Regions from separate parts of the Sus scrofa genome. Here all the other regions are linked to region 1. A link is a contact called in public Hi-C, HiChIP or PLAC-seq and promoter capture Hi-C data. All regions are on one chromosome and are shown on one strand. The core of a region is the stretch at or near the end of the contact, and the rest is flanking DNA. Distances in the headings are between cores, read along the strand shown. Region 1 holds the start of MARF1 (meiosis arrest female protein 1). Region 2 holds the start of NTAN1 (N-terminal asparagine amidase). Region 3 holds the start of MPV17L (mpv17-like protein). Region 4 holds the start of PDXDC1 (pyridoxal-dependent decarboxylase domain-containing protein 1). Region 5 holds the start of RRN3 (RNA polymerase I-specific transcription initiation factor RRN3).

Region 1 (2,700 bases), core at 16-2,515:
TGCCATGATATCTCAGAGTCTTTGAGCAATTCAGAACGTGGATGAGCGCACAGACTGTGATGTCAGACTGTCTTCATCCTCCTAATAATCCCAATTCTGCTGCTTCCTCTCTGTACAGCTTTGGACAACACACAGCATGTCTGAACCGCAAATACCATCTGTAAAATGGGCCTGATAATAGTAGTAACAACTTCAGAGGTTTGTTGTTGGTATTAAATGAGACAGTCAAAGTAGCAGTGGCCTTCTCTCAACACCTGATCTAGTCCTCAACACCACACATGGCTCCATCCCATTCCTGGTTTCTTTTATTGTTCTCTTTCATAGCTCTTCTACCTAAAATTATCTTCCTTGCTTGCTTTTTTGTTATATAAAAATATAAAATATTTAAATATTTTAAATATAAACTCCAAGACAGCACTGACCATGTTTTCTTATTCATTACTGTATTCTCTGTGTCTGGCATATATCAATTATTGTTGAATGAAGAGTTAAATAAATGTCTACGAAGATCCTTTAGGTTTCAATTTACTTGCATGCAAAACATATTTCCGTTCAGAGATGTCGGAAATTCCAAAAGATGTAACCGGAAAGCTCTAGGTAATACCAGAAAAGTAACAGGAAAACTCTAAAAGGTCTATCACAGTGTCGCAATACAATTTGTGGGAGTGGCTCAGGCCAAAAGGCAACTCAATACTCTCGGTCTAGCCAGAGGCTACACCCTAGGCAGTGCTCACAGACCAAGGAGAATGCAAAACGCTAGAGCAGGTTACAAAAACCCCAGCCCTTTTCTTCCTCTCTTAAACTTGCACTGTACACACTCCTCTAGAAGGCTTGCTCTCCACACCTGGATGGCCCCGTAGGGAGCAGAGAAACAAGTGTGGGCAGGTAGCCAAACACCCTCAAAGGGCAGCAGCAGCGCTGCAATGACAGTCGTAAACTAACCTGAAAAGGAGACAACTGAACCTTTAGCGGGGGCCTGAACGGTGGGTACCAGTCCTTCCCCTCGGGACTAGCTAGCCTCCCCCACCCCCGCCCGCAAGAAGCAGGAGAAGGAGGGGACACTCTCCCCCTCTCCAGCCTGGTGGCCCCAGAGCAATGGGAGCGTCGGGAACTAGCTCCCAGAGCTGCCAGCAAACTCACCTCAGCCGCCGGCTCCACCTCCGCTCACATTCCGGCCCCGCCGCCTTCCCCCCCGCCCCCCCCAAGCCCTTTGTTTTGATTCCCGACTCCGCAGCTCCCGCCGCCGCCGCCAAGCGCACCCTCCACTTCCGCTTCCGCACCGCACCGCCCCTGTCGCAAAACCGACGCCCTTCTCACCCCTGGCTCCGCCCCTTCCTCCGCCCCTCCCCCGCCGCCGAGTCCTCCCCGCGCGGGGCGTGCTGGGAACCTCGGGGGGGGCGGGGCCTCGCGGCCCTGCAGCCTCGTCAGGCTCAGTCCCCTCCCGATAAACCCCTAAATAGGGACCTTCCCAGGGGGCGACCCAGGCTTTTTTGGCAAAAACCCTCAACTTAAGGAGGCCTTGCCCCTGGCTTATCGTAGTGGAGTGGAAAGGAACCTGAAAGCGGAGAATTGGGGAGCTTGTGAAGCGGTACGGGGGAAAAAACCTGCTAACCGGGATTTGATACCGTTCAGCTCCTTTGGCCTTTGACGGAAAGCGATTTAAAAGGGATTTCAATGAAAAACTCGATCGTTTTGGCTTTTGTTTTCTCTTACCCGCTCTTGTCACGTGATGATTCTACCTTTTTTTTTTTTTTAATGAAATGATGCATATTTGCCACAGTATCCTTGATCTAGTGCAGCCTAGTGGCGAGCGGAGAAAAAAATAACTTCCGACTGGGCTGCCAGCGAAGTCATTCGGGCCAGCAGGGCTCCTCGCGAAGCTGCGATCCATCTGGCGAAGATAATAAAGCGTGTGCCAAGACTAAGTTGGATTTTGTCACCAATTAAGAGGTCCTCGTGACTTCAGTAAGAAAATGTACTTTTTTAAAGCCCTGATCCAAAGCTCAGTACAAATAAGTACAAATTTTCCAGTGACCGATTGGGCGGGCAAAAAAAGGAGACTTTAGTTGCAAAAGCTTTGTGAAGGCAGTGACAGCTTGTGGTTTTGGTGGCTAACTATGCCAATTTTTTTTTGTTCGTTTTGGGTTTTTGTTTTGCTTTTTTTTGTTTGTGTGTGTGTGTGTGTGTATTTTGCTTCACAATCTTTTTACTTGAAATTAAAAAAAAATTAAGTAGGCACATCACAAACTGCCAGCTGCTCACTATTTCCTGTTGTAAAATAGGAGAAAAAGCACACATTTAATCTAGACATAGTTTAGGATGCGTTGGCTGGCTTAATTGATGAAGTTTGTTGAGAAACAGGTTAACTTCGCCAAAGGATCAGTAAGTAAAAATGGCCCAAAGAGAACTTTCTTCCCCCTGTAGTTCATAATGTGAGGCAATTTCATTAGGCAATCCACATTGAGTGGGGGAGGTTTCAGGGGAAGCTAATACACCTCTGTAGACATTGTTGAAGACAGGTACTGTGGAGGGCAAGGTCAAACATGCAGCTAAAAAAATCCTTTGTGTTTGTATTCCATTTTCCAGAAATCAGATGACAAGTCCACACATCATCTGCCTGCTTAGGTATTTATTACTGCTGAGTAAATCTTCATTGTGTCTCTGTGTGGGTAGTATTCGCCAAATGGGAATTAGAACAGA
Region 2 (2,700 bases), core at 195-2,694, 350 kb before region 1:
TTTGGGGGGTGGGGGCGGGGTGTCTTGGTGTGCAGCAGCTTCATGTGGAAATGAGTGTTGGTTGCCAGACCAGGGATTGAACCTGGGCTGCAGCGGTGAAAGCACTGAGTCCTAACTACAAGACCACCAGGGAACTCCACCCCCCCCAAAGTTACATTCTTTTAAGGAACATCTATACAAAAGTTGGGAATTACATGAAAACAAGGGATTTTTCTATCCCATTTACTCAGAAGCAGGCTTTCAAGTAGGGTAGGAGTTCCAGGGTCTGTCATCCTGTCTGCCTGCTATGGGTGGCTCTTTAGTGAGAACTGGCCAATTTATACAAATGTGAAATGACAGATTGGTGTCAGATCGGCTTACTCTTTCTAGCTAGCTGTGTGATCTTGAGCCAGTTACCTAGCCTCTCTCTGACCTCTTTTATTGAAAATAAAATTGCAAACAACTATTAGCTGTTTAGGGTAGTGAGGATTTGATGGAAATGCATATGAAGTGAGTTGTTGGGCTAACTTGTGAGAAAGTCTAATGAAGCAGGAAGCACTTTCATGGAAAGGTTTTTTGAAGGCAAACTTAACTTCCATTTCACCCATGTTACCTCCTTGGTGCCAGCTTAAGCAATCTCACCTGGAGGGGAAGGGCCGGCGTATTCCCCTTGCCAGGCCGTGCTTATTAAGGTGATTCTTAACTCTTGCTGTGCCCTGTAGATGTTCCAATAGTTTTTGCTCTGTGTGAAGTGGGCCATCTTTTTAATCTCACCACGTACGGCCTTTTGTAAAATTAATTTTGTTAATGTAGGTGGAGTTGGATCCATTTGAATACTATTTCCAAGTTTTAGAGTAGCTCCAAAGTGAGAAGCCAGGGTGTTTGTCGGTAGGGTTTGTGGGCATCTTGATGATCTTTACTCCCACCGTTCCTTGCCCATCTATGAGTGCCTACTGAATGTCAAGCACCAGGTGTCACTAATGGTTTCTAAATGTTGGGACCAGCAAAGTTGAGGCTCCATTTTCCGTTTAAGATGATTTATGTTTTATGTTAAATCCAATCCTATGGAGCAGGTAAAAACGTGGGAAAACTTGATCAAGGTCACTCTGAGAAGTGGTGGAGCCGTGATCTGAACCTAAATTGGAGCCCGCACTCAGCCCAGATAGGCTGAACGTGAACCTGGCACTGCCTTTACTGCACTTCCCACGCTTTCAAAACTACGTTTCCCAGCGCCCCTTGCGGAGGAGGGTCACGCCTTCGCTTTTGCACTACATTTCCCATGGGGCCTGGCGCCCTCCCGCCCCTGGTCGGTTTCCTCAGCCTCTTGGGGCTGCTCCGCCTCCGGACTCCACTTCCCGGTGGCACCCGCGGCGGGGCGGGGCGGACCGGCCCGAGGGCGGGGGCGGCGGGCGACTCCGGGCCGGGGAGGCCGCCGCCTCCCTGGGCCTGCGGGGCTGCCGCCTCCGCGATGCCGCTGCTCGTGGAGGGGCGGCGAGTGCGGCTGCCGCAGTCCGCCGGGGACCTCGTCCGAGCCCACCCGCCTCTGGAGGTGAGCAGGGCCTGGGCGGGGGGTTTCGAGGTGGGCCCCGAGCTCTTCACTCCGCCGCCACCACCCGCTCTCCCCGGAATCAGACTCCAAACTTGGCGCAGCCGAGGTGCTGTCGGCACATCCGGAGCCCGGGCCCCGGCAGCCGACTTTCTGCTGTCGCTTGAGGCATCTGGAGCTTATACCTTCTTTGGACCTTAGAGGGCATCTGCTGAGGCCCGCTTTTCTAGAGGGAACAAGGGGCCCAGAGAGGTTAGGTGACTCGCCCAAGGTCGCCCAGCACCGCGGCTTGAGGACACCCCAGGACTCCCTCGTCCCAGACGGGGCGGCCCCAACCCCCATTCCGGACTTGGCCCTTTTAGGCACATCTGGGCAGCGCCCTTGCTCACTTCCTCGCCGGGGATCCCCACCCTTGTTGAGCGCGGCATCGTCCTTGGGTTCTCAGGACGCAGGAAGTTGTTCCGGGCGGGAGCAGGGGCATCCTGGTGGGTCCCCTAGTCTTCTAGCTGCCGGGGGCCGGGGGCTCTTTATTTTTAGGCGAAAGGACTCTGTTTTTCCCCAGCCGGGCGGTGTTGAGAACCACGCCCTATGTAAGGGTTTTGTTTTGTTTCCTGCTTTTGTCCTTAGATAGACCTCTGAACCCTTAGTCTGTGCTTATGCAAAGACTGTTTGGAAAAGGGTTCTTACTGTGAAAAAAAAAAAAAAATCGGGACCCAGTCTCTCACTTGCCGCAAACCCAGTTAAGGATTGGGTACCGTGTTTGCCTCTAGCCCTACAGTTGGGACTTTCACAGGCTTGGGATGGTTTTTAATCACAGAGTGGCACAAACACCATAACTGATAATTAAGTGTCGTAAAGGGGAAAAAAAAGCCTCTTTTCACTCTGCAGAGTGAAGCAGGGGAACCCAATCAACTCTTAGGCTTAGAGAAGCTATTCTTGAGGTTTCTTCTGTAACAGTTGGCAGTGTGTAACGATTTTTTTCTGCATATTTGTTTTATTTTTCCTTGATCTCCCCCCCAGACTGTAAACTTCCTGAAGGCAGGCAGAGTTGTGTGCTTTCACTTTGTAACCTCAGCGCCTAGGGCTGGCCTTGGTAGTGAATCTGTGCTCTGTAAATATTTGTTAATGATTGAGCAGACTGGCCCCTGAAACTGACCCAAAAGAGGAGGAGGAGT
Region 3 (2,700 bases), core at 34-2,533, 260 kb before region 1:
GATTGGCTTAGGGCCCATCTAAGGGCCTCCTTTTTAGTTTCATCACCTCTTTAAAGGCTGTCTCTGAATACAGTCGCTTTCTGAGGTACTGGGGTTAGGGTTTCAGCATATTTTTGGGGAGACACAATGCAGCCCATGATAGTACAGTTGACAAATTGAGGAATAATTTACTAAATAACTGATTAGTGCTCCCAATTGGAGACTGTGGTGATGAATGCAATACAGAGTGCCACTGAATGCCAGACTGGAAAAAGGACTTGGGTGCGACAACTGGCAATCATTTGAATAGTCTGGAAATTGGGTAACAGGATTAAATGAGGGCTTATTTCCTTGTTTTGATAATTGTACGATGTCAATATTTGGGGAAGCTTGGGATCCTATATGAAAACTCTGTACTATATTTGCAGCTTTTTAAAAAGTATGAAATTATTTCAAAATGAAAAGTTAAAAATGAAAAAACAATAAACAAAAATAAGTCAACAAATAGGAGAGGGAACGAGAATAGAATTGGATGTGACAATGAAGGAAGGAAAAATAGAGGGAGAGAAGCAAAGAGAACCTGACTTCCAGGAAGTCAGAGGTTACATCTGCTGTCTGGGTTTCCAAGGACCTGCTCCTCTGATACAGGAGCTGGGAGCTCAGCGTATGTTTTGGGAGGTATATTCATTGAGGCACCAAAGAAGAAGGCAGTAGGCTCATTGAACCCCATCTCATATTTCTGAAGGGTCTCAAATTTCAACTTCTAACACTGTCTCCAAAGACGTTACACAATCAATCAATGTACAGTGTGCGTCGAAAGTGTTCTTTATATGTAAACGTTTCAAATACACCGCCACCTTGATAACTGTTATGGTATCCTTCTTTTTTTCTTTTTAAAAAATTTTCCCTTTTTAAACCTTCTTTCGTTTGTTTTGAGATATAATTCGCATACCATAAAATTTACCACTTTGTATTCAGTGGTTGTATGTGCAACCATTACCACTATTTAATTATGAAATATTTCATCACTCGCTAAAGGAACCCTACACCCAGCCACTTCGCATCCCCCCATCGCCCAGTACCTTACTAGCCTACTCTCTGTCTCTACGGATTTGACTGTTCTTCTGGACATTTCGTGTAATGGGACAAGCATTTTTGCCGACCAGCCTCATTTCAAAAGCTCAGCCCCCAAGATCGCCAGTGGCCACGGGATTGGTCGGCGCGGGTTGGGTGTGCTCGGGGCGCCCAATCGCTCTTGAGCATCGGGGAGGAGTCAGGTGCAGGTGGCTGGGCGCGGTGCGCGGGAGGCGGGGGCTGAGGGCGCCGGCCGCCGAGCAGGAGGCGGAGGCCGTGGCCCAGAAGCCTCCGGCGGCGGCTGGCAGGCGCTGGGGGCGCGGGCATGGCGGGCTGGTGGCGGGTACTCCCGCGCGCCGCCGGGCGCTACCCTTGGCCCACGAACGTGCTGCTCTATACCGCGCTCTTCTCGGCTGGCGACGCGCTGCAGCAGCGGCTGCGGGGCTGCCGGGCGGACTGGCGGCAGACGCGGCACGTGGCCACGGTGGCCGTGGTCTTCCACGGAAACTTCAACTACGTGTGGCTGCGCCTGCTGGAGCGCGCGCTGCCGGGCCGCGCGCCGCGCGTCATCCTGGCCAAGGTGCTGTGCGACCAGGCGCTTGGCGGGCCGGTGGCCGTCTCTGCCTTTTACCTGGGTGAGGAGTCTGCATGGGGGCCTGGGAGCCGGAGCTGGGGGACGGGTTCGGGATCTGGTGAGCGGGCCGGGATCGGGGTTGGGAAACCGAAGTCAGGGGCTGTGGGGGCCAGTGACTAGGGCTGGAAACCCTGTTGGGGGGGGAGGGGGCAAGGGTTCGGGGAACCGGGAGGATGGGGCTGGAGGCTGGAGGTAGAGGTGCGAGGGCTAAGTCCGGGGACCTTGGATTAAGGGGTTGAGGAAAAAGAAATTGAGGAATGGTTGCTGAAGAGGCCAGGGAAGAGTGTCTTAGGGTGGGACGCTGTGCTTGCACTACAGACTGGGGCTGGAGGTTTCAGGAGGCTTGGGACCTCGGCTAGAACTCCCGGAGGCAGGACTGGGGCCCCGTTTCCCCCTGAAAAAGATCCATGAGAATGTCATGATACCCCATAGCAGCTGTGACCTCTGTGACTGCAAGGTATGGGGTGGGGGCTCTCCTGCTCCTGGGAAAATCCACACCTGGGGCTGGGAGCCTCCTTTCCACGGGGTGGGGGTGGGGGTGACACTCCTTTCCAACACAAATACGACATGGGAGTGGGATTCAAGACCAACGGGGCAAAGCTGGTGGAATCTGAGGTTGAGACTGGTTCCCCCCCCATTTGCAGTAGTCCTACTTTGGTAACAAAATTTACTTGATATGGGGTGTCCCATCCCCATATCAAAACCCACAGGAGTTCCCTGTGGCTCAGCAGGTTAAGGATCCAGCCTTACCACTGCGGTGGCTAGGGTTTGAGCCCTGGCCTGGGAACTTTGGCATGCCACGGGCGCTGCCAAAAACCAAAAAAACCCCACAGAAAATGTGAGGAGACCTTGGACCCCTGCCATGAGAGACTCAACCTGTGAGAGTCCCAGGAGCTCCCTTCTCAGAAAGGAAGGAGGAGGGATTGGGAACCTTCCTTTGGGCCCTACATTCTAAAAAAACAATAGAAAGGGCTCTGTGGCCTCTTTTTTATGGCATTTGCTATTGTGGGCAG
Region 4 (2,700 bases), core at 95-2,594, 280 kb before region 1:
CTCAGCTCGTACAATTACGCCCTTCAACTCTCCAGTGACAAGTGAACAAATCTACAGCAGCTGCTGCATGGGAAAAAAAATGACAAAATATGTTATTTCTGCCAGTTCAAACTTAAAGTACTCTTAAAACACTAGCGCTGCTTCTGAATTCTAACACATGAAAACCTGGGTCTGGACAAGCGGATTCCCAAGCTTAAACAGAAAAGGAGGAGTCTGAGGGAGGGCAGAAAGTCAGGCTCTGAAGGTAGGCTGTCTATGAAGAAATCCAAGCTTACTAGCCCTAAATCCAGGGCAGCTAGAATTTATTTCACATGCCAGAGAAGTCAGCCAGGTACATCACGCTGCTGTTCCCCCAAGGGGAAACCAGAGGGAAGAAACGCTGCCACCAGTGAGTTTCCGACCGACAAAAGGGTCTCCCCTCGCCAAGGAAAGGGGGAGCCAGAAAGTTGTGGAGCAGCAGCAGGCTCAAAACGAAATGCACAATTTACAGAAAGGAGCCCCGCCCCTTTCTGGACCTCAGGGGGTCTTAATCAGTCTTCGCAAACTACTGCATCAGAATCACGTGGGAAACTTGCAAAACCCAAAGATCCCGGTCCCGTCCCCTTGAGGTCTGGACCCCAGGGCTGAAAATCTGTTATTTTTTCCCAAGGGCCTCAGGTGATTCCTCGGCACGCTGAAGATGAAAAACCACTGCTTTTACATCTCCCTTCCTAACGTGGAGACCACAGACAACCTACAGGTTTGCGGCTGGCTCCCAAACAACTGGGGCTTCATTCTAAGCGCTTCTGGGGTCCCAAGCTGTTAGCTCCGTCATCCGAGAAGGCGAGTCGAGCTCAGGCAGGCCCGAAGGTCGGCCCCGCGGCCCCCGACTAGGCTCCGGGTCGCTCGCGGCCCCGCGCAGAACCAGGCCCAGCTTCGCCTGGTCCACAAGGACCCCAGAGACCCCTCGACCCCGTGACGTGACCAGGCCCCGGCCGCGAGCGCTGGGCCGGACGCCCTCGCGACCAGGCCTCCTCAGACGGGCCCGTTAGCTCCCGACCCCCTCCCCAGTCACAAAGGCAGCTCGCGACCGGGAAACAGTCGCCCCAGAGGCGGGGACCTCGGGACGCCTCGCCGCGTCCACCCCCGGTACGGACCTTCTCCAGGGGCGCGTCCATGGCTGAGGCGGCCGGCGGAGCCCGATGGAGGCCCGGCGGTCCCGGGCGCTACTTCCGCCTCCCGCGCCCCGCCGCTGTTTCCACGCTGGCAGCGCTGACGTCCCCCCGCGCCCGAAGCCGGCGGGGCGGAGATGAGGAGGAGCTGCTTTGCTGCGCGGCGGGGAGGGGAATGCGGGTCTTGGGGAGGCGGGGCGAGGCGGGGCGGGGTGGGCGGGGCCCTCCAGGCTTCCGTACCTGGCCGTCACACCGCCCAGCCCAAATCTTCCCAGGTGAGAGGGGGAGGGTAAACGGTGGAGCCGTTCCAAACGCTTTTGGGAAGCTTGTCGCGGGCGTCAGGGTGAAGTTAATATTTACAAGTAGTCACTCATGTACTAAAATGCTGGAGATACTGTAACGCACCTGTATTTCCAGGCCCAGACTTCCAAGTTCTCCCATGATAGCCACCCTTCAGGAATGGAACAGGCCATTACCACACGGGGCGGGGCGAGCGAGCGGCCCCACGCACGCGCAGCACCCATGATTTCGTAGGCGCTCGGGAGTTAGCGGGGTTTCAGGTGTTCGACTCCCTCTAGAGTGACCGCTGCACTAAAAAGGCGCTGATCAGCGCTAAGGTATTTGTCTCAGACCTTACCGCAGAATTTTAGACGGAAAAGACTTTGAGGGAACTGGCTCAGCCTCCTTCTTCATGTCAGGTCACAATTACGACTTGTTAGGTAATACTAATGATGATAATAGATCAGCTACTGCTCTTCCATTTTATGGTACAGCAGCCTTCTGATGTAGAGATGATTATTAGCTCCGTTTCGCAGTGCCAGTAGGATCCAGGCACCCTGACTGCAGCGCTGGTACACTGCACATGCTGCCTCTGTAACCGCTGCCACCCCTGCTGTCTAATCATAATGTGTTTCCAGGTAATGAGAGAGTACATAAAGTTGCTTATTAGTCCCTCTATTTGAGGGAAACTGAAATAAACTAGTCAATCAAGGCTGCAGTCCATAAAACACTTTACCGTAGAAAACCAATGATTGCAAACCCAAGACCATTCCTTTTTTCTCGTCTCGTGAGCATCTCTGGACCGAAATCTGTGTAAATCACTGGGTGGCATTTTCAGTGCAGTAGTTATATATTTGAGCTTTCTAACTTGTATTAGATAAATTGCCCAGTTATGTTAATGAGCATATTTTCTACTAAAAGAAGCCTTGTGTGCAGGTTTAGAATGTACAGTGGGAAATAATCAGATTCTCCAAAGAACTCTGCAAAAAGAAAGATGTTAGATTTATGTCTTCCAAGATCTAAAAATGGAATGTACCTCTGCTTCAGCTAAACACATCACGTTTATCAACGTGTTATCAAACATTTAGAAAAGTTGTTATACCATGAAAACCTATATGCGACTGCCTAGATTCTACAGCATTTACCTGAATTTGCTTTATTATGTAAATATGCATCTATTTATCCATAATACACCTTATATTTTGGTACATTCCAAAGTTCTAGACATCAGTACGTTTTACCTCTTAACACCTCAGCCTGGGTATTTTTA
Region 5 (2,700 bases), core at 34-2,533, 390 kb before region 1:
ACTGAGCAAGGGCAGGGATTGAACTTGCAACCTCATGGTTTCTAGTCGGATTAACATACATTCTTTTGTACATCTAAGACTTTTTTAAAAATAAAAGATTAAAGTAATTGTCAAATTGCTGGAGAGTACAGTTAAACTACTGACTGAGAGTGCAAAGAACTGTGAGGTTTTTCGTTTGTTTGTTTTCCCCTCTGCTTTGGGGGCGGAGGAGAGCGAGTCCCACTTAAACAGCTCTCTTGAACATCTCTGTGAGCAGGGTGCAATTTCCTCTGCTCTTGGGACGTTGATGACTTCTGCCCAGTGTTTCGCAGGAATTCTATAAAGTAGTGAGGGAAGAAATGGTTGGGGACAGCCAAAAGACAGTTACTGATTTTAGTTTATTCAATAATGTTTATTTTTTTCCACCATAGATATTTAGTCACTGATTTTACACCTTTGCAAAAACAGAACAGCGCTTTACATTTAACAAATTGCTGTAGCTGGTTTAATGTCCTTTTGATATAATTCTATACAGTTTCCAAAGGTTGCAACATTTTTCCTTCTTAGAAACTGAGAGGGGAGGACTAAGGGGAGGGGCAGTCCATCTTTCCTTCTGCCTCCTTCTCACCCACCCTTCTTTGGCACCTGCTGTTCCCTATGCCTGTAAGACCCTTTCCTGCTTTTATGGTCTGGCCAACTCCGTGCCTCCTTTAAAAATTTAAGTTCAAGGGCTAATGTCTTTTGGAAACTGTCTCCTCTCACTCTTTGATTTCTCATCCCAGCATCACGATAAGCTCTGAGGTATAGGGGTAAGCCGCTTCGTCAAGCCTGTCTCCGCGAGGATAAGATTAGTTTGGGCGTCTGTGAGGGTAGCCAGCAGGTAACGGGAAGCAGCTTCCTGTGGATCGAGCCGACTCGTTCCAACCCTGGACGGCACCATCTCTTTGCGGGTTTGAGTTAATCACGGGTCCTTGGGTTCTTCAGTTTGACTGACGGATGTTTTGACTCCAAAAGCTTAATACCTAGCCACGGCTTAGCACTTGCCGGTGTCCCCGCCCCTTCTCTGGGACCCTGGAGGCTGGATTGTGCCGCCCTACGAATCCCTCCCCTACTTGTACAGGAGGCGCCCTCAGCGCAACACCTCGCTAGGCAGAGAAAGTCCTCCAGGCAGAAGGAGGGGCCCGATGCAGGGCTTGGAGGAGACCGCATTGGTGGCGCTCTAGCTCGCCGAGCTCACTCAGCGCTCCCCAGTTGCGGTTCCTGATTGGCTGACGGCCGCAGCTCTCACGCGAGTCTTCCTGGACGGAGGCGGTCTTAGAAGAAACAAGACTTCCGGCGCAGGTTGCAATCGTCGCGCTTGTCCGGCCCGATGGCGGCCCCGCTGCTTCACACGCGGTTTCCCGGAGATGCTGCCACCTCGGCCTCCGCAGTCAAGACCTTGGGCGCGTCTAGAACAGGGTGAGAATCCGGGGCGCTTGCTCTTACGCGTCTGGGACCAAAGCCTAGGACCGGGATTAGGGGAGCAATCCGAAGGGTCCGAAAAGGAGTGGGGGGTGGGAACAGAGGGAACAGGGTCAGTTCAGTTTCTCAATAGGGAGCCCATGTCCCTTAGGTGGGTAATAAAGGTGGGAGAGGGGCTGGAAATATGAACTTATTTTCTGTTCCAGAGTTCCTTTTGCTCCTCCCTGGACTCCCTCTTACTGGGCTCGCTCAATAGCGTCCCAGGCCTGGGTACGGCATTCTACCCTTTTACTCGTTCCACCTGCTTCTTGGACTAGATTTTTTTTTTTTTTTTTTTTTTTTTGGTCCGCACTTGCGACTTGTAGAAGTTCCCAGGCCAGGGATCGAACCCGTGCCATACTGTGACCTGAGCCACAGCAGTGACAGCGCCGGATCCTTAACCCGCTGAGCCAAGAGGGAACTTCCTTGGTTAGATTTAGATTTAGTCCCTGGGTTATATGGATTATCAGCTGAATGCCATCACTAATGGCATACTGCCTTTTATTTTTTTTTTAGTTTTTTTGAAATTTTTAATTTAATTTTATTTTTTGTCTTTTTTAGGGCCGCACCCACAGCATATGGAGGTTCCCAGTCTAGAGGTCGAATTAGAGCTGCAGCCTCTGGCCTATGCCACAGCCACAGCCATGTCAGATCTGAGCCGCATCTGCGGTCTAGAACTCTCTGCAATGCTGGATCCTTAACCCACTGAGTTAAGGAGGCCAGGGATCAGCCTGCGTCATCATGCATACTAGTCAGATTCGTTTTGGTTGAGCAGCAATGGGAACCCCTGAAATTTGTTTTGACACACTTTTGTTTAACAGTGTTTATCCTAGTCAACTTTTAAAGTCCCTGATCCTGGTGAAACACTGTGGGGTTTAACTTTGAGAGTCACTAGCAAGATACTATGTTTTTCACTAATCTACTGTGTTTAAAAGAAACAAACTTACATTCGGCATAGCATCATTCATGATATTTCTTAAGTGCCTGCTTTCTGTATTAGACATGGGGGATCGTAGTCAATCAAAAGAGACAGTGTCCCTGCTCTCAGCAGAGCTTACAGTGTGAGGAAGGGAAGACAAAAAATAAATGAACAGGATGATTTCAGATACTGGAAACTTCTGTGAAGAAATAAAACAGGATGATGGTAGGGGAGAAAGAAAGGATGAGTACTTTAGAATTCTGATGGGGAAGCCCTCTCTGACATTTGAGCTTCAACTTGAG

Evidence for each region. Promoter capture Hi-C pulls out the DNA fragments that hold promoters and counts their contacts. Hi-C and Micro-C count contacts between places; a contact is called where the count stands out from the background. HiChIP or PLAC-seq counts read pairs in DNA pulled down with a chosen protein or histone mark.
Region 2: a contact with region 1 is called in a promoter capture Hi-C map of fetal liver, with 5 times the contacts expected there. The contact joins the promoter of NTAN1 here to the promoter of MARF1 in region 1. A contact is called at or near these places in 3 of 5 promoter capture datasets (fetal liver, fetal skeletal muscle and liver), 3 of 47 Hi-C or Micro-C datasets (embryonic fibroblasts, heart right ventricle and retroperitoneal adipose tissue) and 2 of 2 datasets of contacts at active chromatin or transcription factors (alveolar macrophages and skeletal muscle).
Region 3: a contact with region 1 is called in a Hi-C map of liver, with 4 times the contacts expected there. The contact joins the promoter of MPV17L here to the promoter of MARF1 in region 1. A contact is called at or near these places in 4 of 5 promoter capture datasets (fetal liver, fetal skeletal muscle and liver), 14 of 47 Hi-C or Micro-C datasets (alveolar macrophages, embryonic fibroblasts, fetal liver and 7 more) and 1 of 2 datasets of contacts at active chromatin or transcription factors (skeletal muscle).
Region 4: an H3K27ac HiChIP or PLAC-seq map of alveolar macrophages shows a contact between it and region 1. The contact joins the promoter of PDXDC1 here to the promoter of MARF1 in region 1. A contact is called at or near these places in 2 of 5 promoter capture datasets (fetal liver and fetal skeletal muscle), 12 of 47 Hi-C or Micro-C datasets (alveolar macrophages, embryonic fibroblasts, fibroblasts and 6 more) and 2 of 2 datasets of contacts at active chromatin or transcription factors (alveolar macrophages and skeletal muscle).
Region 5: a contact with region 1 is called in a promoter capture Hi-C map of fetal liver, with 4 times the contacts expected there. The contact joins the promoter of RRN3 here to the promoter of MARF1 in region 1. A contact is called at or near these places in 2 of 5 promoter capture datasets (fetal liver and fetal skeletal muscle), 4 of 47 Hi-C or Micro-C datasets (brain, mesenchymal stem cells, mesenteric adipose tissue and 1 more) and 2 of 2 datasets of contacts at active chromatin or transcription factors (alveolar macrophages and skeletal muscle).

The regions. Positions count from the first base shown.
Region 1 is chr3:7,179,327-7,182,026 of Sscrofa11.1, reverse strand. It overlaps MARF1 (meiosis arrest female protein 1), which reads right to left and starts at 1,265. Exons shown (of 29, transcript XM_021086172.1): 1 at 1,141-1,265. It overlaps LOC110259860 (a long non-coding RNA gene), which reads left to right and starts at 1,393. Exons shown (of 2, transcript XR_002342264.1): 1 at 1,393-1,965; 2 at 2,587-2,700.
Region 2 is chr3:7,534,167-7,536,866 of Sscrofa11.1, reverse strand. NTAN1 (N-terminal asparagine amidase) reads left to right here and starts at 1,444. Exons shown (of 10, transcript NM_214042.1): 1 at 1,444-1,528. The coding sequence starts at 1,448.
Region 3 is chr3:7,440,166-7,442,865 of Sscrofa11.1, reverse strand. It overlaps MPV17L (mpv17-like protein), which reads left to right and starts at 1,283. Exons shown (of 4, transcript XM_021086176.1): 1 at 1,283-1,688. The coding sequence starts at 1,379.
Region 4 is chr3:7,463,918-7,466,617 of Sscrofa11.1, reverse strand. It overlaps PDXDC1 (pyridoxal-dependent decarboxylase domain-containing protein 1), which reads right to left and starts at 1,344. Exons shown (of 23, transcript XM_021086178.1): 1 at 1,137-1,344. The coding sequence starts at 1,157.
Region 5 is chr3:7,570,573-7,573,272 of Sscrofa11.1, reverse strand. It overlaps RRN3 (RNA polymerase I-specific transcription initiation factor RRN3), which reads left to right and starts at 1,283. Exons shown (of 18, transcript XM_021086179.1): 1 at 1,283-1,437. The coding sequence starts at 1,349.